Linked DNA regions of Mus musculus: all the other regions are linked to region 5. A link is a contact called in public HiChIP or PLAC-seq and promoter capture Hi-C data. All regions are on one chromosome and are shown on one strand. Each heading gives the region's core, a stretch centred on a gene start, on an enhancer-like site or on the middle of the called end of the contact. The rest is flanking DNA. Distances are from core to core; before and after follow the strand shown. Region 1 has its middle 4.8 kb from the start of Gm10612. Region 2 holds the start of A530010L16Rik (RIKEN cDNA A530010L16 gene). Region 3 overlaps Acsf3 (acyl-CoA synthetase family member 3). Region 4 overlaps Trhr2 (thyrotropin releasing hormone receptor 2). Region 5 holds the start of Piezo1 (piezo-type mechanosensitive ion channel component 1). Region 6 overlaps Zfpm1 (zinc finger protein, multitype 1).

The links. Promoter capture Hi-C pulls out the DNA fragments that hold promoters and counts their contacts. HiChIP or PLAC-seq counts read pairs in DNA pulled down with a chosen protein or histone mark.
Region 1: a contact with region 5 is called in a promoter capture Hi-C map of pre-B cells, with 3 times the contacts expected there. The contact joins the enhancer-like site here to the promoter of Piezo1 in region 5. A contact is called at or near these places in 11 of 39 promoter capture datasets (the C10 cell line, the HPC-7 cell line, cranial neural crest and 6 more), 3 of 484 Hi-C or Micro-C datasets (all in the G1E-ER4 cell line), 1 of 115 datasets of contacts at active chromatin or transcription factors (memory CD8 T cells) and 2 of 9 other capture datasets (adipose tissue and liver).
Region 2: a promoter capture Hi-C map of liver shows a contact between it and region 5, with 4 times the contacts expected there. The contact joins the promoter of A530010L16Rik here to the promoter of Piezo1 in region 5. A contact is called at or near these places in 12 of 39 promoter capture datasets (cranial neural crest, embryonic stem cells, frontonasal cranial neural crest and 7 more) and 1 of 115 datasets of contacts at active chromatin or transcription factors (memory CD8 T cells).
Region 3: a contact with region 5 is called in a FOXA1 HiChIP or PLAC-seq map of pancreatic cancer cells. The contact joins the enhancer-like site here to the promoter of Piezo1 in region 5. A contact is called at or near these places in 5 of 39 promoter capture datasets (cranial neural crest, hippocampal neurons, liver and 1 more), 1 of 484 Hi-C or Micro-C datasets (nephron progenitors), 17 of 115 datasets of contacts at active chromatin or transcription factors (the SCID.adh cell line, acute myeloid leukemia, astrocytes and 13 more) and 1 of 9 other capture datasets (liver).
Region 4: a contact with region 5 is called in a promoter capture Hi-C map of hippocampal neurons, with 2.3 times the contacts expected there. The contact joins the enhancer-like site here to the promoter of Piezo1 in region 5. A contact is called at or near these places in 5 of 39 promoter capture datasets (the SN4741 cell line, fetal liver, hippocampal neurons and 2 more), 2 of 484 Hi-C or Micro-C datasets (the G1E-ER4 cell line and cerebellar granule neurons), 4 of 115 datasets of contacts at active chromatin or transcription factors (embryonic stem cells, memory CD8 T cells and pancreatic cancer cells) and 1 of 9 other capture datasets (adipose tissue).
Region 6: a promoter capture Hi-C map of hippocampal neurons shows a contact between it and region 5, with 2.3 times the contacts expected there. The contact joins the enhancer-like site here to the promoter of Piezo1 in region 5. A contact is called at or near these places in 1 of 39 promoter capture datasets (hippocampal neurons), 4 of 484 Hi-C or Micro-C datasets (the G1E-ER4 cell line, cerebellar granule neurons, cortical neurons and 1 more) and 2 of 115 datasets of contacts at active chromatin or transcription factors (memory CD8 T cells and pancreatic cancer cells).

Annotation. Positions count from the first base shown.
Region 1 is chr8:122,700,590-122,704,688 of GRCm38.p6, reverse strand. No RefSeq gene overlaps it. Among named protein-coding and RNA genes, the nearest start is that of Gm10612, 4.8 kb to the right of the region's middle. Within about 2 kb of position 2,203, at least 78 of the 459 cell types and tissues checked have an H3K27ac peak or open chromatin away from gene starts, as enhancers often do. A contact at or near this core is called in adipose tissue, memory CD8 T cells and pre-B cells, where this site is marked.
Region 2 is chr8:122,760,164-122,764,046 of GRCm38.p6, reverse strand. It overlaps A530010L16Rik (RIKEN cDNA A530010L16 gene), which reads left to right and starts at 1,286. Exons shown (of 3, transcript NR_151739.1): 1 at 1,286-1,393; 2 at 1,873-2,115; 3 at 2,643-3,037.
Region 3 is chr8:122,798,271-122,802,179 of GRCm38.p6, reverse strand. The region is part of intron 6 of Acsf3 (acyl-CoA synthetase family member 3); the gene reads right to left. Among named protein-coding and RNA genes, the nearest start is that of Gm35466, 23 kb to the left of the region's middle. Within about 2 kb of position 2,624, at least 2 of the 459 cell types and tissues checked have an H3K27ac peak or open chromatin away from gene starts, as enhancers often do. A contact at or near this core is called in pancreatic cancer cells, where this site is marked.
Region 4 is chr8:122,353,530-122,357,653 of GRCm38.p6, reverse strand. Trhr2 (thyrotropin releasing hormone receptor 2) reads left to right here. Exons shown (of 4, transcript NM_133202.3): 4 at 148-687. The coding sequence ends at 543. Among named protein-coding and RNA genes, the nearest start is that of Trhr2, 7.2 kb to the left of the region's middle. Within about 2 kb of position 1,488, at least 77 of the 459 cell types and tissues checked have an H3K27ac peak or open chromatin away from gene starts, as enhancers often do. A contact at or near this core is called in the G1E-ER4 cell line, hippocampal neurons and pancreatic cancer cells, where this site is marked.
Region 5 is chr8:122,548,603-122,552,721 of GRCm38.p6, reverse strand. It overlaps Piezo1 (piezo-type mechanosensitive ion channel component 1), which reads left to right and starts at 1,393. Exons shown (of 51, transcript NM_001357349.1): 1 at 1,393-1,747. The coding sequence starts at 1,684.
Region 6 is chr8:122,334,038-122,337,901 of GRCm38.p6, reverse strand. It overlaps Zfpm1 (zinc finger protein, multitype 1), which reads right to left. Exons shown (of 10, transcript NM_009569.4): 7 at 3,220-3,450; 8 at 2,875-2,970; 9 at 2,643-2,789; 10 at 40-2,470. The coding sequence ends at 711. Among named protein-coding and RNA genes, the nearest start is that of Gm46056, 8.6 kb to the left of the region's middle. Within about 2 kb of position 1,396, at least 44 of the 459 cell types and tissues checked have an H3K27ac peak or open chromatin away from gene starts, as enhancers often do. A contact at or near this core is called in cortical neurons and hippocampal neurons, where this site is marked.

The DNA.
Region 1 (4,099 bases), core at 954-3,453, 150 kb before region 5:
TTTGGCCCTCATGTCTCCTAAGGAGAAGGAACTAGGTCATAAGAGGCTGGGGAACCAAGCAGCCTTCCAAGAGGAACATCAGGCATGAGGTAGCATCAGAGAGCAAGTGTCCTACAGATCAGAGATGTCAGAAAAGACAGGTCCTGAGGTCCCTCTCTGTTACTTTCCCTATGCATTCCCGAAGGTCCATCCCTTGGCCCTCAGCCCCCAAGGGCTCATGGGAACAGACTCAAGTGCCCCAGGGTGTCTGCCTCTGCAGGTTTCCTGACAAATGTCCATTGCCAACCATACTGTGGGGGACCTACACCTCCCTTCTGGCCCTTTGTCTTCACCCCTCCACAGTATATGGAACCTATATGAACATGTCGGGTAAGACAGGGTTCAAGCCTTGTGTAGCACTTGGGATGCAGGAGCAGTGGATGTTCAGGGAACAGATCCATGGGCTGAGACCCAGGGGTTCAGAGAGTCGCTGCTCTGGAGACTACCGCTGGAATCTGTGTGTGCTAACGAAAAAGCTTAAGTTGAAGAGAAAAAACGAAAGTAATTTGCAGCCTAGGAAAGGCAACCCTCTACCACCATATCCACTAGGATGAAGCCCAAGCTCTGAAGTTAAGCAAAAGACAACAGCAGCAGGCAGAGTCCAGAGTGAGACCTTCATGAGACCAGACACTCAGCAAGGAGGAACCAGAGAGCATCCAGTAGCCCATGGAGGCACTGGTGTTTGGAAACAGTGCCGACTGGGCCTTCAAGGGGGTGGGGGGCGTGTGATTTAAAATTTTCTATTATATTTTACTCTCTCTCTTTCTGTGTGTGTGTGTGAGAGAGAGAGAGAGAGTGAGTAAGTGTGTGTCTATATGTGAGTGTGTAAGTGTGTGTGTCTATGTGTGTGTTTGTGTGTAAGTATGTGTGTCTGTGTGTGAGTGTTTGAGTGTGTGAATATGTGTATGTGTGTGTTTATGTCAGTGCATTTGTCTGTGCATGTGTCTTTGTGTATAAGTGTGTATGTGTGTATGTGTGTGTTTCTATGTGTGTATATATGAGAGTGTGTGTGTATATATATGTGTGTGTATGTGTATGTCTATGCATTTGTCCATGCATGTGTCTCTGTATATGTGTGTATGTGCGTGTGTCTCTGTGTATATATGTGGGTATGTGTGTATGTGTGTGTGTGTGTGTGTGTGTGTGTGTGTGTGTGTAGGTCAGAGAATAGAAAAGTACAGAGAGTTGGTTCTCCCCTTCCACTTTCTCTCAGGTTTTCAAGCTTGGTGGCAAGTGCCTTTACCCACTGACCAATTTCACCAGTCCTACCTGATGTTTAAGATTACAGATAATAGCCAGACATGGTAGTGCGTGCCTGTACTTCCAACATTCAGGAAATAGAGGCAAAAAAAATCAGGGGTTCAAGACCAGTCATAGTTACATAGTTAGTTGGAGGTCAGCCTGGGCTACTTGAGCCCTTGTCTTAAATTAAAAAAAAAAAAAAAAAGTTTAGTGAAAGCCCGTGGTCGAGCCCCACAGCCTCTAAACTGGACCGTGATCTGCACGTGCACAGAAAAATGTTACTAGAAACTTCATTTTTAAAAAGCAATGCAAATTTGTTTTCCTCGCAGATACAAGTTAAGTTCCCTTCCATTCTGTTCTGAGGTTACTTCAATGGCAGCACTAGTTTACACAGAGGGTCCAGTTTCAGGAGGAAACCTGGCTAGCCACACCAGTGACTCATCAGATCCAAAAGCTTTGACTCCAAGCGTCTCCCAAATCCTTCCAGGTGCCTAAAACACCCGTCACTCTCTCAGCCAGGCCTACCAGGATCTCCATGACCACGACACACCTGCAAACAGCCCACCGACTGGAGGAAGGGCGGCACCCTTGGTGTGACTGTGAAGGCGGGGTTGGAGGCCCCAAGGGAAGCTGACCAGCAGGCACCAGGTTCTGTGGCTGCCTGCTGCAACAGAGTATTCAGAATGCTACCAGTACACTGTCCAGGCCTATTTAGAGCTCCCTTTAAAGCGCCCTTCAACACCAAAGAAAGATAGATGGAGTGAGAAATTACGAAGGAAACAGTGCTCACGCCTAAGGGAGATTTTCTCATCTCTGCCTGTTTCTGCCTCTGTGGTTCAGGCACCTGCTGCCCCGGGCCAGCTGCACTTCTGGCTTCCCAGACCCAAAGGAAGTGAAATTAAAAGAGATTGCTGAGGAGAGCAACTCCCCAAGAAGGGTGAGCCTCCAGCCCCAACCTCACAGTCATAAAGAAACCAGGGGCTGCCCTCCACACTGGCCCCTTAAAGAGAAAGTGGCTTCAGAAGGGGCTTCCCCACCAATAAGCAGGCAGCACCCAGGCTCTCAGGATGCCTGCTTCTGTGGGTCATTGCATTGTGTGCTGGGTCATATACAGGCTGGACTCTCCCTTGGGACACCTTGGTTTCCTGCGGCTGAGGGACCCGGGCTTGATGTAACAGTGGCCAAGGTAGATAGGACTTTGTGCCTGACAGTTTGGGTCATAGATGCCTACAGATTCACCAATCTGGGTTAAGCCTGGCTGAAAAAATGCCAGCCCTTTTTCAGCTGCTGGGTGACCTTGCTGAGCCTCCAGGTGATGCACTGGTGGCAGTGATGTGCTGGTGGTGGCAACGCTGACACTTGTGCCTCACTAGAGGCTGAGTGGGTTCTCCGAGGTCACAGGCAGGCCTCGCACATCCAGGTGTTCAGCAGATGCGCTTCCTGTGTGGTTTGCTGAATTTATTTCTGTTCTCAGAAGCACCTTAAGGGGCAGCCGTAGAGTTTTCCAGAGATGTAAGCAAGCCCCTAAAACATTGGGTCCCAATTCCAACCCTCACAAGGGGTTAATTCCAGCCTAGGGACCCAAAAGCAGGCTTGTCCTCTCCAGATGTACATCTGATGATCACAGTCCCCGTCCCGGATTTCCACGTGTCACCCAGCCATGCGCTGTGTCACCTGCTCTCTGGTTCTGAGTTTGCTCAGCCCCACCCTGTACTGGGCAGGGTTGGTGGCCAGCACTGGACAGGCTCACCTGTCACCCAGTGTATGGCTCCTGCTACCCACCCTAACTAGACAAACCTCACTTGGGACCAAGAAGCAGAAGTTGGTGGCCTGCCGCTCAGCTCACAAGGAGCTGCACAGGTCACTGTTCTCCCCCCTCCCCCCAATCTGGAGCGGCTGGGACTTACGGCCCTCCTTGATGGGTTTAGAGACTAGAGACATCAACCTGCAGACCCTATCCTTTCTGTATAAAGTGGATTGCTATGAGACTTGTGTAGCCTCTTCTTTTCATCTGTCTGTCTGTCCACCCATCCATCCATGATGCATCTGTTCATCTACCTACCCAGCACTCATAGAGTCTCACAACCTAGAAGAGGAGACAGTGTAAGCTGAGTGCCTCCTTGCCTCCAGTCTCCATAGCCTCTGAATTCCTATTCTCAGCTTTCTGGTTAGACAGCAGATTCCTAAAGGCCTGGAAGGAAGGCTGCCCCAACCTGGAATCACTCAGCCACATCATTAGAGAACTTTGATGGACAGCTGTCTCCTGCAGTTTCCAAAAGACAGAAGCAAGGCCATCTTGATGTCTGGCCACCCTGGCATGGGAAGAGTGTGAGGGAACAGGAGGGAGCCCCCAATCCCTGGCATAAAGCTGGGTGCAGACTGCAGACGGCCATGGTTTCTGCAGGGAACCGCGGCCCCTCAAGCTCTCTGCAGCCACTTCCTTCCCCACTCCTTCCTTATCTATCGGACCACCCAGCGCAGAAAGCCACAACCAACGTCTACTTCCCCACAAACACCAACTGCCCTCCTGGGGGCATAGGGAGCGGATGATCACCCCCAGGTGCTGGGGCAGTCCCCCACTTGTGAGCAACTTTCTTCTCTTTCAAACCCCACCTCCGTGAGACCTGCTGATTGGAAAAGCATGCGGACAGGGCAGTAAGCAACGCCAGGCCTCCTCTTGAAAGCGGAAGTGTCCCATCTGTGGGCCCCACAGGTGCAAGCCAGGAACATCTGCCTCGGAGCTGGTGGGGAGCCACCCACTCCCACCAGCCGCACCCAGGGTCCAGCCCTGCTGCCTCTTGGGCTAGGGGCTGTTTTC
Region 2 (3,883 bases), core at 37-2,536, 210 kb before region 5:
GAAGACAGCTTTGTTTGTCACCATAGTGGGCTGGGACAGACACCTAGGTGTGCCATTATAAAGGGCACGCGGGAGGGGTGGGGGGATGTCTCAAACAAGCCAGCTTCCAACGTGTTCAAGATGCAGTTTCTCCCTCTCCTCCGCTGACCCTCAGGGTCCACCTCAGAGGGAGTCTCAAAGAAGACCAACCAAGATGCGGAGGGTGTTGTGAAACTCAGGCCGGCACAGAGTCCCTCTCGGTTGAGGAGCCCATGGGCTAGTACTACATTTGTCCTCGGCTCCAGAGGACGATTCTTAGGGTATGGTGATGTTTATGTGTAATTCCAGGCAGGAGGATCACGCGTTTGAGGCCAGCCTGGGCTACGTAGCAAGATATTGTCTCAAAAGAAAAAAAAAATAGGCCGGCCGCCTTACTTCCCGTGATAATAATCTTCCGGGTGAAGTCAAACACCCAACCCCCCACCCCAGACTGCCACACCCAACGCAGACTGAGCAATTTCACTTCCCGGTCCCCTGGGTGGGGGTGGGGGGCACCCGGCACGGTGGTGGAACATTCCAACACCCACACACTGAACGCTTCTGTTCTGGAACAGTTGTGGTAACCCTCCGGGAACCTGAGGCCCGAGGCCTGGAAAAAGTCTGGCCTGGCTGGGGCCTGCAGAGTGGCCTGGCTGGGGACAGCACCTCTGTTATTCATGCATCTGGCTACAGATGCAGCCTGGAGGTCTTAACCCTTCAGAGGAGGACCAACAGCCAGCTCCCAGGCTTCTTGCCTGCCTACGGAGACTATGATTTGGAGCCATGAAAATCTATAGCAGCCCTAGCTCTGTGATATCCTTATCTGGCGCTAGAAGGAACAGGCCTTTCTACAGGAGTGAAAGGGGAGGTCGGTATTGCAGAAGCAGAGTGGTCTGGCAGAGGTAGAGCCTCTAGCAGGTTGTGGCCCTAGTTTTTCTTGTTCTTGAAGCCTGAGGTGCTTCCAGAAGAGGCCACAGGAAGGCTTCTGGGAGTGAGGCTGGGTTCCGGCCAAGTTTGACAGAGCCTGAGGCAGCAATGGAGAGGCTGTCCCTGAGGTAGTGTCCCAGCATTGCGTTCTGCTCACGGCGGATTTGTGTAGTTGAGAAAGCCGTTGAAAAGACCTCATAGTGTTTTCTCCATGGGTGTCCACGTGGCCTGGCAGCTCCTGGGGAGAGGAAGCAGCGGCAGCTGGGGGGATGGCTGCCTGCACCGGGAGAGGAACAGGAACCTGGAACTGTTCTCACTGGCAGGCCAGAAGACTGAGCTTGAGAGAATGCAAGCTGTCCGGGGCAGCTGGACCAGGTAGCCATCTTGATTCTGTGTGTGATGCGCCACTGACTGGCTCCTGCCCAGGCTGACAGAACCGGTAAATGAGGTGAGGTGCCCTTACATGGCAGAGGCAGAGTAGATAAGCCTGAGCTGTGCAGACTACGGGATGTGGGGCAGAGGTAGAGCCAGAAAGTGGCCAGGACTCTGAGGCTTAGCATAGGCCCAAGAGCCAGATCCTAGTCTGGGCCAAGCTCAGGGACCGTCCTGTGTCCCCTTCCCCCACTGGACCAGTGGCACCTGGGTCAGACTCAGGGCTGATGGATGAGCCCCTTCCTGTAGACTGGCCCTGGGCAACTTGTGTCTCTCATGCCACTTGGCTTTCTGTAGTCACATGATACAGGATGGGTGGGCAGGGAATGCAGGACAGACGTTCACCTTTTACTAAGCTCAGCTCATTGTCCCCAAGCCACGTCTCTGAGTCCCCCTGGGTGTCCTTTCTTGGCCTGGATGACACCTGGGGCCATGGTCCTGGCTACTTTGGTTTGTCTTTCAGCCATGTCTCTGGTCTTCTATGGGTTGTCCCAGGTCCCCCATACAGGTTTCAGAGGCTGACATCATCTTTTCAAAGAGCACTCTCTGGTGTGGAAGCCCACAGAGACCTGCCTTGCTGCTTGTGATGAAGGAAGAGGAGCTTGAGGCCAGAGCACAGAGGACACCTGCTCCCAGCTGTGCACATGGTCACCAAGCTGTCACCAAGCTTCTCATGCCCCCCACTCCCACCTGTGCCCCAGCAGGCATGGCGTGCACTGACACTTGGTTGGGGGAAAGGTAGGATGCGACCTCAGAATTCAGGTCAGCATATTCTAAGGGGGTGCTGCTCTGAACAGGGGATACTTCTGAAAAAGTGGGGAGAAAAGAGAGACACCAGAGCTGGGACATACTTAGTCTCCTCCATGTCCAGAGAGAGGAGTCTGCCTGGGGCTCCGTCACATGAGGGAAACTGTCCCTTTAAGGCCAGGGTCCTGCTCTGTTCTGAGACTCTTGTTCAGGAGGGTTCAGGGAAGTCTATAGCTAGGACTGGCTTCAAACCAGGAATATCACCCTCTCTAAAGCTTGAGAGAAAAGCCAGAGATGACTTTAGATGTCTTCAGATAAACCCAGGAAGAGCAAGGGACCCTCTATTTTGATGGGAAAATCTAGCGGCTTTCAGGCTTTTTACCATATGAGCACCTTTAGGCGTCCCTCTGCAGAACCTCCTGGGTGCCCCCTCCCTCTGTCACCCGCCAAGTTCATGCCTTCACCCTGACACAGCAGACCAGCCTACCTTTGATTGGCTGGTTGTCTGCTGTCCCCAGGATTTCCTGCTTCTGGAGCACTGGGAGCTCATTGAAGTCGCCCACTGCCATCTCTCCCAGTCTTGCATCTCCATGGCTCTGATGATGCAAAGCACCAGCAAGAAGCAGCAGCCAGCTCGAGCCACCACTGTCCATGGCTCTGTGACTCCTGCTATGAAGTGCCCTGAGAACAGCCGTCCTTACAGCCCCGGCACCGTTCTCTTTAATAACAGACCTCAGAAACACACAAGATTTCCCTGAGAGGAGGGTCCCCACAAGGAAGTGCTGGATGGTAAAGGTCAAAATCTTGATCAGGGGCCAAGAAAGTTGGGGCTTCTCTAGAGGGGCTGCGTAAGAGATGTGTTTTACTTCCTGGTTTTTAAATAATAAGAGTATTTCTTCGTCTCTTAAACATTCCCCTAAGAGTCACCTGTACTTTTTTATAGGGTAAATCACCAACCGTGAGGCATCAGGGGGACAGTGATGACACCAGGCCTAGAATGAAGGGCATTCTTGGTGTTACCAAGTAGGCATGCCCAGACTGCCACAGCTGCCCAGTCATACTGACGTTTGTCCAGCATCTGTGGGTAGAGACAGAATACAGATATGAGGGATCCTGAATGGAGACACACATCAAAGAACATTCCACAGTGCCAGGAAGGAGGGAGTGTCCTAACAGACTCTGTCCAGGGCTTCCCTGCTGGGCTGGAGTGCAGGCAGGGGGCAACATGGCCGGGTGGGGCTTGGCTTGGCTCTGCAGATCCCATGTGCACACAGTAGCTGCTCCTTGCCAGGATCACTACTGTGGGTTTCAGAAACAGAGTCTGTGCACCTATAATGTTTAAAGGAGCATCAGACAATCCTGTTAAGTCTCTGTTTAACAGCACAGGAGGAAGCAGGAGGCAGTAGTGACAGATGAGTGTTCCTTCCCGAGTAGCTCATCACAAACCCCCATCTCTCCATCTTCCTCTGTGTTCAAACTGTGTGCATGGCGGTTTCCTCCTTCATACCTCTAAGGAGAGCAGGACGCAGCCTTCAGACACATGCCTCCAGGGCAGCCCTGCGAAGGCTCCAGGTATGTCTGTGCACGTGTGTGTGCATGTGTGTCCATGTGTGTGTGGTGTGGGAGGGGTGTGGTGTGCATGTGCATGGGGTGGGTGGGGCTGACTTGCCACAGCTGGCTTCATCTCTGAATTTCTGCATAGCCAAAACTGTCCCCCTGCTACAGGAGGCCGTGCGCCTTGATATGAGACTTCAGTGAC
Region 3 (3,909 bases), core at 1,375-3,874, 250 kb before region 5:
TTGAGGCCAGTGGTGAACGATGGTGTTGCTGTTGAACATGTCCGCTAGTCTACACTTCTCCTTGCTATTAGAGTATGAGCCTTCCACTTTTTGTCTTGAGCCAGGGTCTTGTTCTGTAGGACAGGCTGGTCTAGAACTCATGATGTGCCCACATGACACACACACACATCTCTGAAGGAGATAACCACCCCTACAAGTTGTCTTCTGACCTCAACATGTATGTTGTGTCACACACACATGGGCACAGACATGAGTACACACACACACACATTCACACACACAAAGTATGCCCATTTTCCTGCCTCTATGAGACACAATGACGTAAAACCTAACTGGGGAAATAGTGTAAAAAAAAAAAAGAAATGAATGAAAATTTGAAAAGAAGAAATAAAAGGGCTATTTGCAAAAAACGTGAGGCATATGTGAAAATTCCTAATATATTACAGCCTGAAGTCAAACAATGTCCTTGAACTAGTGGGTGAACTTAGCCAAATTACTAGAGGATGCCAGTGCCCACCCAGAGCTAGCTGTGCTGCCACAGACTATCGATGAGCAACCAGCACTTACACCCACTGGGGTATCAGAAACAGAAGGTAAAGAAAAGGAAAGGCCAGGCAGTGGTGGTGCACGCCTTTAATCCCAGCACTTGGGAGGCAGAGGCAGGCAGATTTCTAAATTCAAGACCAGCCTGGTCTACAGAGTGAGTTCCAGGACAGCCTGGGCTACACAGAGAAACCCTGTCTTGAAAAAAAAAAAAAAGAAAGAAAGAAAAAAGAAAAGAAAAAGAAAAAGAAACAGCACCTGATTGCTGAAGATGGCGCAAACAAGGGTAGGTCAGACCTAAGTGAACGGAAAGACACACATGCTCATGGACTGGGGCTTAGTCATTGTTAATTCTCTCCCGCCCCCCAGTGATGTACAGGTGTAATTGAATTCCAATTAAGAACCCAAATGACTCTTTGTAGATACAGACAAGCTGGTTCTTGGGGCTGAGAAGATGGCTCAGTGGATAAGCCCTTGCCATGCAAAAGCCAAATGTGGTTATGTGTATCTGTAATGTAAGCATGTGGTTATGTGTATCTGTAATGCAAGCATGTGGTTGTGTGTATCTGTAATGCAAGCATGTGGTTATCTGTATCTGTAATGCAAGCATGTGGTTGTGTGTATCTGTAATGCAAGCATGTGGTTATGTGTATCTGTAATGCAAGCATGTGGTTATGTGTATCTGTAATGTAAGCATGTGGTTATGTGTATCTGTAATGCAAGCATGTGGTTGTGTGTATCTGTAATGCAAGCATGTGGTTATGTGTATCTGTAATGCAAGCATGTGGTTATGTGTATCTGTAATGTAAGCATGTGGTTATGTGTATCTGTAATGCAAGCATGTGGTTATGTGTATCTGTAATGCAAGCATGTGGTTGTGTGTATCTGTAATGCAAGCATGTGGTTATGTGTATCTGTCATGCAAGCTTGTGGTTATGTGTATCTGTAATGCAAGCATGTGGTTATGTGTATCTGTAATGTAAGCATGTGGTTATGTGTATCTGTAATGCAAGCATGTGGTTATGTGTATCTGTAATGCAAGCATGTGGTTGTGTGTATCTGTAATGCAAGCATGTGGTTATGTGTATCTGTAATGCAAGCTTGTGGTTATGTGTATCTGTAATGCAAGCATGTGGTTATGTGTATCTGTAATGTAAGCATGTGGTTATGTGTATCTGTAATGCAAGCATGTGGTTATGTGTATCTGTAATGCAAGCATGTGGTTGTGTGTATCTGTAATGCAAGCATGTGGTTATGTGTATCTGTAATGCAAGCTTGTGGTTATGTGTATCTGTAATGCAAGCATGTGGTTATGTGTATCTGTAATGCAAGCTTGTGGTTATGTGTATCTGTAATGCAAGCATGTGGTTATGTGTATCTGTAATGTAAGCATGTGGTTATGTGTATCTGTAATGCAAGCATGTGGTTGTGTGTATCTGTAATGCAAGCATGTGGTTATGTGTATCTGTAATGCAAGCATGTGGTTGTGTGTATCTGTAATGCAAGCATGTGGTTGTGTGTATCTGTAATGGAAGCATGTGGTTATGTGTATCTGTAATGCAAGCATGTGGTTATGTGTATCTGTAATGCAAGCATGTGGTTATGTGTATCTGTAATGTAAGCATGCAGCAAGATGAGAGTTGAGGGCAGGAGGATTCTTGCAGGCTTAAGGGCCAGCTATCTTGCTATAAATGCCAGTGAACAAAAAGTCCTGCAAGATGGAGACAAGGAACAACAACTGAGGAGTTCCTCTGGTCTCCACATGCATGCCATGGCATGTGCACCCCCGTACACATATAAAAACCTAGCATGTGCAGGATTGTGGGGAGCAATAGCCCAGCGGTGGAGCATTTGCTGAGTAGGTGTGGGTCCTGGATTTGACCCCTAACATTGCAAAACTGCAGATTCCAAACACGGAACAGAACCTGTTGATGGTGGCACGTGAAGCAGCCCGTCCCCTCCAGGAACCATTTGAGCAGTTCTCAAATATGCTGCATCATAACAGCAGGCTCCTCCCATGCACTGACCTTAGAGACAGAGATCCTTAGTTGCAGAAGAAAACCTCAAATCAATATGTATCAAAATGACTCATCAAGACCCAAGTCTGGAAACACCTCGTGTTGGTCAGTTTTTCATGGCTGTGACAAGCTTCTAAGAGGACAACTAAAGGACAAAGGAGTTGTTCTGCCTCGTGGTTCCCGAGGCTTCGTGGTCCAGGGTCACCTTGCTCCTCACTTCTGGACCTGTGATGAGGCGTCCGTCCCAGTGGGAGCTGAGTGGAGCGGGGCTGTCCACCTTATGGTGAGCAGGAAGCAGAGGGGAGGAGCTGGGAGAGCTCCCCCTTCGTGACTCGTTCCCCCCAAACTGGCTCTATCTCCCAGAATGCCATCCTGCCAAGATTCCATCAGGGGCTGGTTCTACTGATGTGATCAGAGGCCTCAGGGTCTACAAACTTTCTAAAGCCCATCCGCTGTCATCCATCCCCCCCCAACAGATCCTTCTGAAGACACCTCAGACTCAAATCACCACGCAAAACAAATGTCTCATAAATAGCAATTAGTGAACGCCCACCTCATGGAACATCTCTTTGCAGCAAAAAAGGAACACACATCACATCTGGCTGTGTTAGGGCTTTGATTCTAGTGTGACTCCCCAGGGTTCTACCACCTGATGTCTGGGAGGAAGCAGGACTTTAATGGAGCGCAGGGCTGGGGGCTGGAAGGAACCTCTCTCCATGGTCAAGGCTCTGGTTGCTGTCGATGGACTCTACAGATGCAGTAACCCCACAGCACAGTCATTTCAGGCCTCTTGCCCACCCAGGAATCCTCACATCCCAGTAATGCCATCTGACTAGTCACCAGCTGTGTTGGTGCCATCCCTGACATCGATCAGTGTGCAGCTACTTTACCGCACCCCACCTTCCCTCTCAGATACCCCCCTAGGGACCCTGCTGAGTTCTAACATCTCAGAGCAGCCCAGCTTGGCAGTAAACATCACCTGTATGATACTCACTGCACGGGTCCTATCCAACTGGAACAGAATAACACGTACAGCTAACTCAGTAACAGAAGGCTTGGCTCTAGGCAGGAGCACTGCATTCTTCCTGTGGCTAGAAAGCCAGTCAGTGTAACCTTACCACGTGTGACTTTAGGATCTAGTGAGAAGTCAAACATGGTGAAGCCAAGCTCCTTCCACAGCCAGCTATACAATGACACCTGAAGACCCCCTGCCCCACACAGCAAATTGCTGCCTGGCTCATACAGTGGGCAGGCAGCAGGCCTGAGGATCTTTAACCAGGGCCTCACCATGAATCTTAATCTCAGCTTCCATACAATAAGAATACATATTCCCAGGCCAGTGGCATGA
Region 4 (4,124 bases), core at 239-2,738, 200 kb after region 5:
TGTCCTGATACTGTCTGAGGCCCAGTTCTGAGAGATCCCTAACCCTCTGGTTTTGGCACCTGACATATGCAGCAACCCTGTTGTCAGCTTCTCCCCATGCCTGGTGGGTGTCTCACAGTCACGCCTCCCCCCTTTACCTCTCTGTAGGCCACCAGGATGCTGGCCGTGATTGTGTTGCTCTTTGCAGTGCTCTGGACCCCCTACCGCACACTGGTGCTGCTCAACTCCTTCCTGGCCCGGCCTTTCCTGGACCCCTGGGTCCTGCTGTTCTGCCGCACCTGCGTCTACACCAACAGTGCCATCAACCCTGTCATCTACAGCCTCATGTCGCAGAAATTCCGGGCAGCCTTCCTGAAACTGTGCTGGTGCCGGGCAGCTGGGTCCCAGAGACGTGCAGCATGCGCCCCCACCAGCAACTACAGTGCTGCCCAGGAGACCTCCCTAGGAACTGAGAAGATGCAACTGGGCTCCCGTGAGGTCTCAGGTCCAGCAGCAGCTGCTTCCCTGCGTTGCCAGCATGAGCCCCACTTCAGTGTGCTCTGAGGACTCCTGCCTGGCCCCTGACTCCACTCCCCTGGTTGGCATCTGTTCTGAGCACTGGCGGGCCATCAGGAGAGGGGCAGGCAGCTCCTTGCTTCTGGGTCTCCAGAGATTCCTTTACCATGAAGAAGGACACTCGAACGCTCTCAGCTGGACCCTGGGTGGGAGGTTCTCTACTCCAAATTGAGGCCGGTGGGAACAGAGAGGAGGCTGGAGGCCCAGCCTTCACCGTCTGTGGGATCTACCCCCTTTATCTGTTTTCACCAGTATTTTAAGCAGTACCATGTTAAGGGTATTACTGAAGTAATGTTCTTCTAAGCTTTGATCGCATCTGTCCCTTGGTGAGCCCATGCACACAGGTCTCAAACCTGGTCACTGGACAGTGGGGGTTATATAGAACAGTGTCCAGCCAGTCACACCAGCACCCAAGGCTGCTCTGTGATGTTCAGCCCCAGCTTCAGCCCTCCTTCCAGTCTTCTGTAACAGTGGGCAGCCCTGCAAGAGACTCCACCAAGCAATCCTATCCACCGCAGATGTTCCTGAAGGAGATCATTTGTCTTTCCAACCTCCATCAAGAAGCCACTTGACCCCGAATGTGCAAGCCTGGCTCTCTCAACCCACTTTGCTAGCTGCTGCCCTGTAGGCTGTCTTTAGTGGAGGCGCACTGCAGACTCGAAGATGAGAAGGCAGGGAAAGCCTTTGCAGAGAGACAGCCTCAGCTCTGTCTGCAGGACTCCTGGTTGAGCCTGAGGACGGCAGGCCTCTGAGTCCTACCCTGTAAATGTGGTCAATGACCCTATCTTGGTCCTGGGACCCCAAGGCTGAGGGACTCAGTATCAAAGACGTCTCAACAAGCAGGACAGTTCACTCTGTGACTGGAGACCTTGGGAAGGCAGAAATTGGGGGGATGCTTGTGGGGGTGTGTGGTTAGCCTGGGTGACTCAGCCTTCTCAAGCAGTTTCTGGCTTCCTGACTGGATATGGTCCTAGTGACTCATCCCTGCACTGGGGATGTGGGGTGCTCCAAAATAGATGTGGCTTTTTAGGGGCTCTGCTTGCTGAGTCTGGGCTGGTGAGGCAGGGTATTTAGAACCTCGGGGGGGAAAGCCCACACAAAGGTGGAGGTGTGCCCGGGGCAGCTGAGTCTTACCTCTGGCCTCCCCATGTCATTCTCTCCAGTCTGAGAGGCACCTGCTCTAGAAGCCCTCATACCAGGCTGGCTGGATGTCCTGGGCCAGCACTAGCTCCATTCTGGACCGACTGGTTCTGCCACCCTTTGAGCAGGTTTTTCCTGAAACACCCCAGGGGATCTTTCTTCAAAGGTGCCCCTTTACCCTGTGACTTTTCCTTACCACACCCATGTGACATGTGGGTGTCCCCTTGCTGAGAGGCACATTTTCTAGAAGCCAACACACCAGGCTGGCTTGCTGATGTGACCAGAACTGACCCTCAACTCTGCCCTGTCTCCTGCACCATTGTCTGGGATCAGTGCTTATGTCCACTGGGAAGTAGTGTCAGGGGTCACAAATGTGGGGGACAAACATGGAGGCACAGCCGTGGCCTCCCACGCTGTCCCACCTCCCTCTGTGAGCTGCATGTACAGGTATAGTTTAGATGTGGGACCTCGCCCTATGCCTCTGGCCTGGACAAATCCACCATCCTTGTTCATGGGTCTCCTGATGTCAGACACGCCAAATGTTTTCCTGTCCTTTCCTTTCTAGTCAACTGTTCCCTTGAAGCACAGCACCTTCACCAACATGGCTGTGCCACATCTGTTGGGGGTCTATAGCAGCCATTGCCTCGTGTCATGTGACAGGCTCACAATGGCCTGGGCTTTAGATAAGCCAGTCCACAATGCTGACAGCCGAGGGATGGGACCCACAGGTACGACTGATGCCTGTCCACTCAGCTCTATACACCATCCTTACCCTGTGCCTATCAGTGACACCTGAGCCCTGCATCTGGCCCTCCCTGAGTACTTCTCTTTTTCTCTCCTAGGGTCGCAGCAAGAGTTGGGTCCTCAGTTCTTGAAAAAACTCAAGCGGGGCTAGAGAGATGGCTCAGCGGTTAAGAGCACTGACTGCTCTTCCTAAGGTCCTGAGTTCAAATCCCACCAACCACATGGTGGCTCACAACCATCTGTAATGGGATCTGACGCCCTCTTCTGGTGTGTCTGAAGTACAGCTACAGTGTACTCACATATAATAATTAAATAAATCTTAAAAAAAAAAAAAAAGAATTTAAGCAGCCCCATGAACAGTAGTGGAAGCTAAATTCAGCTGTACCAGAGAAAGTTCACTGAATGAGTGGAGCTCATTAGGACAAGGGTCACCTAAGGGGTGTCACTCAATGCAGAGCTGGAGGGTGGCTTTTACTGCCCCAGACTAGACTTTGATGACTCTAAGAACCTTGTAACCTGCTGTGCAGAGCACAAGTCTCTGCCTAGAAGTTATTCACAAAGTCCGAATGGCAACTCTACTGGCATGGTGCATTGAGCTTTAGTTCATAGCAGCCGGGGCCTGGCTCACTGAATCTAGCTCTTGTTCCTTATTGTATGCACCAGGAAGCAGCATCCTTACCCATGATGCTGCAAGTACAAACTGCTACATTCCCAGGATCCTGAATCTTAACTCCTCCTTGTCCCACTCATGTCTGGCTAAGTGCATAATCATTAACGTCACCGTGCACGGGCAAGTGACAGATTTCTGCTCATTTCCGCTTACGGACAATGGCCATCCGTCTGTAGATGTCTGAAGAGGAGGTGTCTGCTCAGCTGGGCAGTCACCCAGAAAGCAGCTGTCTGGAGATCCTGTTCACAGTGCACAAGGCAGTTCCTGGAACACCGGGACAGAGGCCTTTGTCAAATGTGGACCTAGAACATCACGACAAACAGACTCTCCAGGGATTTTGCCTCTTGCTGCTACAGGCCTGGTGTGCTCACTTTCTGGAGTGAGCTTGGGTCTTGTAGGGCCCAGCTCAGGTTGTGGCAAGACGGAGCTCCTGAGGTCAGAACCTCACCATCCTCTGAGGCAACTGTGCTTCAGCCCTGCGTCTGGCTGTTGCCTATCATAGCTTCGCTTTGTAGACCATGAGGTCAGCGGCCAATCCCACGCTTGGCTTGGAATGCACTGTTTGGTAGAGTTGCTGGTTGGTTGGTGAATGCTCTCTAGGCATGGTGTCCTGTTATTCTGGAGTTTCTCCTTTGAGTGGTAGCGTTAGGATCTGGGGTGGGATGAAGCAGGCCAGCAGCCCCAGTGTGGCATGGGTCTCGTAAAGGTTACTGACGCCTGGCCACTGTGGATTCATGCCTCAAAATCAGGCTTCCGAGATTATATACTGAACACCACAGAGAGTTAGAACCATGGGACAGACTTCGAGGGTCCCTCTGGCTCTGAATCAGACTCCCCTTTACACTGTGGCAAGATTTCCATCCTGGGGAGGCAGCTGAGGACCCATGAATGGAAAGATTGTACAGAAAGACATGGGAGCTATGAGCCTTCTTCGGGACTGCCTAATGACACACGGACATTTGCAAATGCATGCATCTGCTCCCGTCTAACATAAAGCCTTTTACAAATACGTGAG
Region 5 (4,119 bases), core at 144-2,643:
ATTCCTTAAGACACTTCATGTTGTGGTGACCCTTGACCATAAAATTATTTTGTTGCTATAACTATAATTTTGCTACTTCTTTTTTTTTTTTTTTTTTTTTTTTGAGACAGGGTTTCTCTGTGTAGCCCTGGCTGTCCTGGAACTCACTTTGTAGACCAGGCTGGCCTCGAACTCAGAAATCTGCCTGCCTCTGCCTCCCGAGGGCTGGGATTAAAGGCCACGCCCGGCCTATAATTTTGCTACTCTTATGAATCATAATGTAAATAGCTGTTATGTAGGATATCTATTATGCAACCCCTATGAAAGGGTCGTTCAAGGCCCATAGCTGTCACGACCCACAGGTTGAGAACTGCTGCTCAAGGAGCAGGTCTGAATGAATTTCTGAACCTTCCCGTGTCTTAGCAGCACCCCTTCAGAGTCAGACTAGAGGTGAGTCTTGGAGACCAAGCTAGGCAGTTTAAATACTATATGTCCAGGGAAAGCCTGCATTTCTGGTGGTTCTGGAAAATTGAAGGTTCTGAAGTGTGATTGACTTTAGCCTGCTGGTGCCTTGAGGCTCAAAAGGGTCACATCATCACCGCTCCCGGTTAAGCCTCTGCCCCTAATGCTACTCATTTCCCAGTGCATCCTGAACTTGGTCCAACTGTGCCGTTCTTGACCCCTTTTCATTTCGTCTTTCCTATCCACCTTAATACGGAAGACTGAGCCAAACCAAGGCGGCTTGGGTGAGGTACCGGGCACGTGCCGGACTCAGACCTTGTCTGGCCACCAATGGGACAGCAGGTGCTCTGTCAGCTTTTGCTACTGTCTGTAGCACACTGACTAAAGCCAAGCCACACAGTGGGGGCAGGTGTGACTGGAAGCAGTCCCAAAGCCCCAACGCAGACCACAGTGGGATGCAGCTGTCTGATGCCACAGCAGTAAGGTGTCTCTCCACCCCAACCACCAAGGCCTAGCCAGCGTGGCCGCCAGTGCCACAGTTAGGGACTCTGACAGCCCCCAGAGGGCGCTGCGCCATCACGGCTTGGGGAACAAAGCGAAAGTTGCTCCAACCACGAGGGGCGCAGTTGCGCGTGGGTACTAAGTGGGTCAGGTCTTTGGGAGTCTTCTTGTATTGCCCCCACCCCGGGTCCCAGGCCCCGGAGCCCCAGGGAGAAGCGCCCCACGGGCACAGTGCGAGTAACTGCGCTGGGCTGAAGGAGGGTTTGGGGGGCGCGCGGGTCGAGGTCTCCGGGTCACCGGCACCAGCCAGGCTAGTAGGGCCGGCGCTCGAGCAGACTGCGCTGGGCAGCGAGGGGGTGCCTGGGCGCGCCTGGCCGTCGGGGGAAGCGCGGAGGCGGGCACTCCAGGGAGGGCGGGGGCCGAGCTTATAAAGGCCCGCAGGCGGGAGCAGGGAGAGAGCCGCCGCGTCGCCGTCCGGCCCAGCTCGGCCTCCACGAGCCGCCGTGAGTTCCGAGCCGGGCGGGCTGACAACCCAGCGTGCGCGGGATCCGGCCGTCGGGAACCAGAGGGCGCGGCCGGGCCGGCCGGCGACCCGAGATCGAGGCCGGCGGGAGGTCACAGCAGCCGCGCGCCGCACGTGCGGAGACCCGCCCAGAGTGCCATGGCGCGCGGTTCCTCCGGCCCTCGCACCTCCCTTTAGCCACGGCGGCGCGACCCCGGGCGGTCCCCCGGCCGCGGGGCATGGAGCCGCACGTGCTGGGCGCCGGGCTCTACTGGCTGTTGCTGCCCTGCACGCTCCTGGCGGGTGAGTGGAGGGCGCGGGCGGGAAGGCTGCGTCCGCGTCCCCCTGCGCCGCGCCGCCCCGGCGGGCGAGCATAGGCGAGGAGATTCCGCGGGACTCGCGGCCCAGGGCGCTCGCATTCCAGAGGCGTGAGCGCGCTGGCGGCCTCGGCGGGCCCGGCCCGGGCACCGAGTGGAAAGCACGGCAGGCAACGGCGAGGCGCGGGTCCGCGAGAGCCCCAGATAGCGCTGGGCGTCTCCACGCGGGCTGGGAGGAGAGGCCCGGGCAAGGGGCTGTTAGTGTCTGAGCTGTGAGGGGAGCGCGACTTTCTATTCTCTTTCGTAGTTAAGAAAAAAGAAAGAAAGAAAGAAAAAAATCAAACTTGCATCATGACTTCCTGACCAATCTGGGAGAAGGTGGCGTTCTGCCTGGAGCTTTTCAAGTCAGAAATTTCCTACCAGAACTAATGTTCCAGCCCTAGGCGCAGTTCTTAGTCTCAGTTCCGAGGTTGTCTGTCCAATGCTAAGCTCCTGTCTTCCTTGTGCCCTACTTGGTTACCTTCCAGAGGGACTGGGGCACAGGGCGCCCCAGGAGGCTCTGCCTGATGTCAGAACTGGAGATCCCCTACCTTGGCATACGTCCCTTTCTTGCAAAGAGCTTCTCTCTTTTGGTGTCATAGGTGCTGGGCTCCATTGCCGCCCTCCCAGCCTCACCCAGGGCACCTTGCCCAGCTGCTCACCCCCTTACACCTCCTGAAGCAGTCAGCACCCCTCCACATGTGACCTTCCTCGGGGTCTGATTAAATTAGCCCACAGAGAGTCAGTGTACCCACTGTGAAAGTTGGTCTGCCTCGTGGAAGTCCATCTGTTGGAGGTGGGGGGGTTGTGCGTGATTCCCTCCATCTCTCCACGGACACTGCTTGTGCACCCTGTTTCAGGAACAGGCTCCGGGGGGTGTCAGGCAACCCGGGCAATGACTTCCACACAGGCCAAGTTTTGATTTGTAGGACCAAAATGTGGTGAGACCGGGGTGGGGGGGTGGGGGGGATTTTTCAAGGCAGGAATCAATGAAAACCATTGAGCTCTGAAAGGAGGGGCCAGCGGATACTGTCCTCAGCTCAGCCCGGACTTAGGAGAGCCAAGGTCTAGGGCCCACATTTGTGGCTTCTTTTCCTCGCTGGCCTGTAGACGGTCAGACTGTAAATATAAGCAGAATGGGTGGATGAGAATGTAGAAGACGGGTACCCTTCTTAAAGATTCAACAAGAGCTGCTTCTCAGGCTCCTTCACTGACTGTCAACACTTGGGAACAAGGAGGGCAGGGCAGGGAAGAGGTGGTCCTGTTGTGTGCAGAGAAAGGCTTCTCCATCTTCATGGAAGAGGTCCTCTTTCACAGACAAGGGCCGTGCTTAAACAAAACCGGCAGACTTTTCTCTGACAGGCCAGATGGTGAATGCTTTCACATCATGAAATACTCTGATATTTTTTTCCAGCAGTTAAAAAAAAATGCAAAATCATTTCTTAGCTCGTGGACAGCAGTGCTACTAGCTAGAATTTATCCTTACCCTCCAAGGATCAGTCTGGGCTCTGAGGTCCCCTGGCTTTTCAGCTGTAGTATGTGGGTGTCAGAGGAAGCTTCCAGACTGAGTCTGGTTAGGATGTGAAGGAGGCTTTGCCAGCTTTGGGGGTTCCCACCCAGCCTGTGTGTTAGTCACCTGGGGAGCTTTCAAAAGAATATTGATGACTAATGCTCCTGTCTTTCCTTAGGCTCAAACTGTCCCCCCAATAAAATTCATTCATGAGAACATATCTAGGCACAGGCCACACCTACCCTGACACTGAGCCTGGGTGTGGGCTTGGCCACCAACAGTCTTCTTTATGCCTGGGGAGGTGGGCAAGGGATACAGAGCCAGCTAAGAGCTCTGTGTGGTGACGTAGGGGATGCTGGCATCCTGTTCATTTCTATGGGGTGTAGTCATCACTGCGGGACCTCTTGCTGGAGGTGGAACGTTCACTCCATCTCTTGTGAGGGCTCCCTCACCCTCCACCCTCTGAACAGTTTGAGTCCTATGTTTTGGAAACAAGGTCTTCACAGGTTAGTCATCTTAAATGCTGGGTGCTGTCTCAGGCCTTCCTGAAGGTTTGAATCATCCTGGGGTGCTTAGCCTCTTTGCCACTCCCCTAATCTGGAAAGTCAGGCAAGGTGATGCCCTAGTCCCATGGGAATAGTGACCAACCCAGGCAGACTTAACCCGGTGACCTGGAGACCTAGGGATCTGGATTCAGGAGGGATGTTTTGTGCTTGAGAGAGAAAGGACCAGGTCTCCTGATTCTTGGCCTCACAGAGGAACCAGGAACTTAAAATCCAAGCAAGAGCCAGGTAGTGAGAAAGCTCCCT
Region 6 (3,864 bases), core at 147-2,646, 210 kb after region 5:
AGACCAGGAGGGATGCTCCAGACTGGGCAGGCCTGTGAATGGACTCTCAGGAACATTTATTCTTGTGTAAACCCAGGTCCATCAGCAGGCCGCCTCAGAAGGCTGCAGGAGAGGTGGACTGGCCGACAGGGCCCGGGTCCTTGGGGTATGGTATTTTCAGGGCTCTCTGTCAGCTTCTACAGCTGCCGGTTAAGACTTACAGAGTTGGAGAACAGCCATGTTCACACCTTCTCAGGGGACCAAGCAGAGAGGCCAAAGCAATGGCTAGACTGCCATTGCTTTGGTTCTGCCAGACGTGGCCTACAGCCGGCCAGCCACGGACTACAGGGGGTATACCCAGGCCCAACTCTGTAGTCATAAGTACCCACCCCTGTTGTGACGGGAGGGGCACTTTGGGACTTGGTCCTCTTTCTCGAAGACTCAGCAAGAACAAGGTTTCACTCTCTCTAGTAGTCTGCAATTGGATGCACTTTCTGGCAGGGCAGCGGGTGAGCTAGAGGCAGAGGAAAAGAACTCTGCAGGGGCGGTTGAATCCCTGGAGCGGGCTAAGTCCTGGAGGAAACGGTGGGGTGCCCTTTGCAGGGCCGCACAAGCTGGGGTATGGAATGAGGCCCACTAGATCTAAGACAACAGGCTGGGCCTCCAGCGAATTTATCACACCGAATGTCTTTATTAAGTGTCAAGGGTCCTGGTGGTGCGGCCCCACAGGCTCACTTTACGTGCTCGGCGGCGTGAGAAGAGCAGTAATACTTCTTGTGCGCGATGAAAGTGGACAGGCTGCTGAACCTGATGTTGCACAGGCGGCAGTAGCGGTGGCCGCCACCACCACCCGGCGCAGGAGCAGGAGCTGGCGGGCCCTTGCTGGGTGTCCGAGCGCCTTGATCTGCTGGGTCAGAAGGCGTATTCTCGGGAGCAGGGGAAGGAGAGCGTGGTGCGCGGCCGTCGGGGCTGTCGCGCGGAGCACGCTCGGCAGGTGTGCGGGGCTCAGCGCCCGGGCTGGCCGCTGGCTTGGCCACCTGCAGGCCGTGTGCCTGGCGCAAATGCTCAACCAGGTCGCCGCGAACGCGCCCGTTGGGCGGGCAGTAGGGGCAGAGGGCAGTGGTGCGCAAAGGCGCGGCGGGGCATGAGTACTTCTTGTGAGCCAGGTAAGCTTCGAGGCTGTGGAAGCTTACGCGACATGCGGTACACTCGTGGTAGTCGGCCAGCGCGGGCAGAGCTGTTGGTGCATCCGGGCTCTGGCGACGCGGCCGCTTGCTCAGGTCTATGGGGCCGTCGGGGACCGGGCTCGGAGAGAGCGCGGGGGCAGGGCCGGCGCTGGCGCTCCCAGGTCTCGGAGAAGAGGGCAGCTCCGCAGTGGGGGAGGGTACAACTGGCACAGGGGCGGGGCCTGCGGCTGGGGGCGGGGCGCCAGCTGCGGGCAGCTCGTACAGCTTGCGACGCCGGCGCGTGCGCACGGGTGGCGCTGTCAGCGCAGGAGCCGCGGGTCCCGGTGCGGTCGTGGGTGCGGGTGGCCGGCGCGGCGGCGGGTCGTGGCGCGAGGCGCAGTAGTAGCGCTTGTGCACAGTGTAGGTTTCGTGGCGGCTAAACCGGATGTTGCAGGCCTCGCACAGCGTGCGGCTCGGATCGTCCTCTGCGTCGTCTACGGAGCTGCCCGGGCTCTGGCTGCCCTCGCTGCCCCGGCCCGCGGCCTCGGCCTCCGGAGTAGTCGTGCCACTCGCCTCTTCCTCTCGTGGCCCGGGCCCCGGCGACGAGCGTGACGGGTCTGGCTCTGCGGCGGCACCTGCGGGCGCGCGGGCCGGGCCGGTGGCCGCTTTGGGTCTGCGCACAGTGGGCGGGTCCTCGGGCGCGCGGCGGCCCGAGCAGTAGAGGCGCTTGTGCACATAGAAGTTGTTGATATTGTTAAAGGTGATCTCGCACTCAAAGCACGTGGCACCCTTAGTCCCCGAGAAGAGGCCAGTGGGTGTTCCCGCTGCGCCGGAGCTCCCTGCACCCTGCTGTAGCCGGTTGTGCACCAACTCGGACATCTTGGCCAGGATCTCCGAGGCCTGTGGCGCCGTAGGGACGGTGGTTGTGCCCGCGTCCGGACTGAACACATATTGTGGCAGAAAGAGTGTCCCGGCCATTGTTAGCTCTCCCGGCCCTGGGCTAGAGCCAGGCGTGGGGCTGGACAGTTCTGTCTTCACCCTGACTGGATTGGGGCTGTGTGGTGAAGGTGTCCGAGACGGAGCCTGGGGACCTGGCTCTCCCGGACCGGAGGCACGGGTGGCTTCAGGCTCCTCTGCAGCCTCCACCTTGATGGTCCTGGGGGCTGCAGGGGACTCACTGCTGCCCCCATTTTGGGGGGGCACTCTGGTCTCTCCGTTGGTGACTTCGGCCTTACTGTCCAGTCCTGAGGATGGGGTGGGTGCCTTGTCAGCGGGAACCAGGGGGCTGTGCATCAGCGAGTGCTGTTGAAAGCCTGCCAGGCTGTCTACAAGAACACAGGGCTGCATGTCAGGCCCAGGGCAGGCCCTAGGTAGGATGTGGTAGGCAGAAGGGATTGGGGTTCTAGGGTTGACAAGGACACCATGTGATGCCTATGGACAGGCCCCTCCCCCCTTCACTTATCCAAGGGCCAGTGAGGCTCCAGTATGGCTGCTTACCTGGAGGAAGTTTGGCTGCTGGGTGTCCAGCCCCTGGTGAGTAGATCTCACCCTTGGAGCCTGGCTGGCACACCATGTGGTTTGTCACCAGGTGACTGTAGAGGATGTCCCTTGTGGTGGATATGAAGCCACAGTTGTGACAGACACCTGTAGGCCACACTGTTGTGGTCAGGTTCCTGGGGCTCAGGTTTAGCCCCAGAGACCCCATCCCGGCCCCCTCCAGCACACCTACCGCTGAGCGTGTCTGTGTGCACCTTGAGATGGCGTTCACAGTTGGCCTTGGTGGTGAAGGCCGACAGGCAGATGAGGCACACGAAGGGGCGCTCTCCTGGAACACAGAGATGGATCCCAGTGACAAGGAAGGAACACTGGCCCTTTTAGTTCGCATCAGTCATATGCCGCCCAGCGTCAAGTACACACCCAGCCTTTTATTAAGTGTGCATATAGCCACAGGTAAGCCTTGCGCTAGGCTGTGGAGGGACGGGGAACTGCATAGCACATGGTGGCAGAGCAAGCTTTCCTGACCACCAGTCCAGTGCAGGGCCTGGCTTGGCCAGGGCAGGCACGGGGCACTCACCACTGTGGCTGCGCATGTGGATCTCCAGCGAGCTGGCGCTGGGGCAGCTCTTTCGGCACTGGGGGAAGGGGCAGACACGCTCATTGGGGTAGGTCTCTTTGGGTTTCTCTTCCGTCGCCGAGACAGGAGAGCCTGCACGCTGGCGGCTGGCACAGTAGTAGAGCAGGTGGGCTTGCAGGTTCCGCTCACTACGGTACCAGATCCCGCAGTCTTTGCAGGGGAAGACGTCCTCTGGTAGGGGTACAAGTGGGGGTGAGGTACTGACTGGATGAGGAAGGGCCTGGCCTTGACAGCTCCAGGCTGAGGTACTGGCTTTTGGTGGCTTAGCTCTCCTTTCATTGTGTCCCTGAAGGCCCCGTCTAATCGTAGGACCCACCCAGGCACTGGGGATTCTCCTGTCCCTGCACAGGGGACATGAGGACTCAGCTCCTACTGCTGCCTTTAGGCATATATTACACCCATGCCTGCCACCACCTTCTCTTTCTACTTCTCAGGGGGCCCGCACCAGGTCCCTTGGGGCTGAGCCCTTCCTATGGTAGCAGGCCATGTACAATCTAGCACTCGGGTCACTCTGCATCAGCTGGGTACTGTCCTTCAGTTCAGTGTCTTACTGGAGCATAATTTATCCCCTGCCCCCCCCTCCCC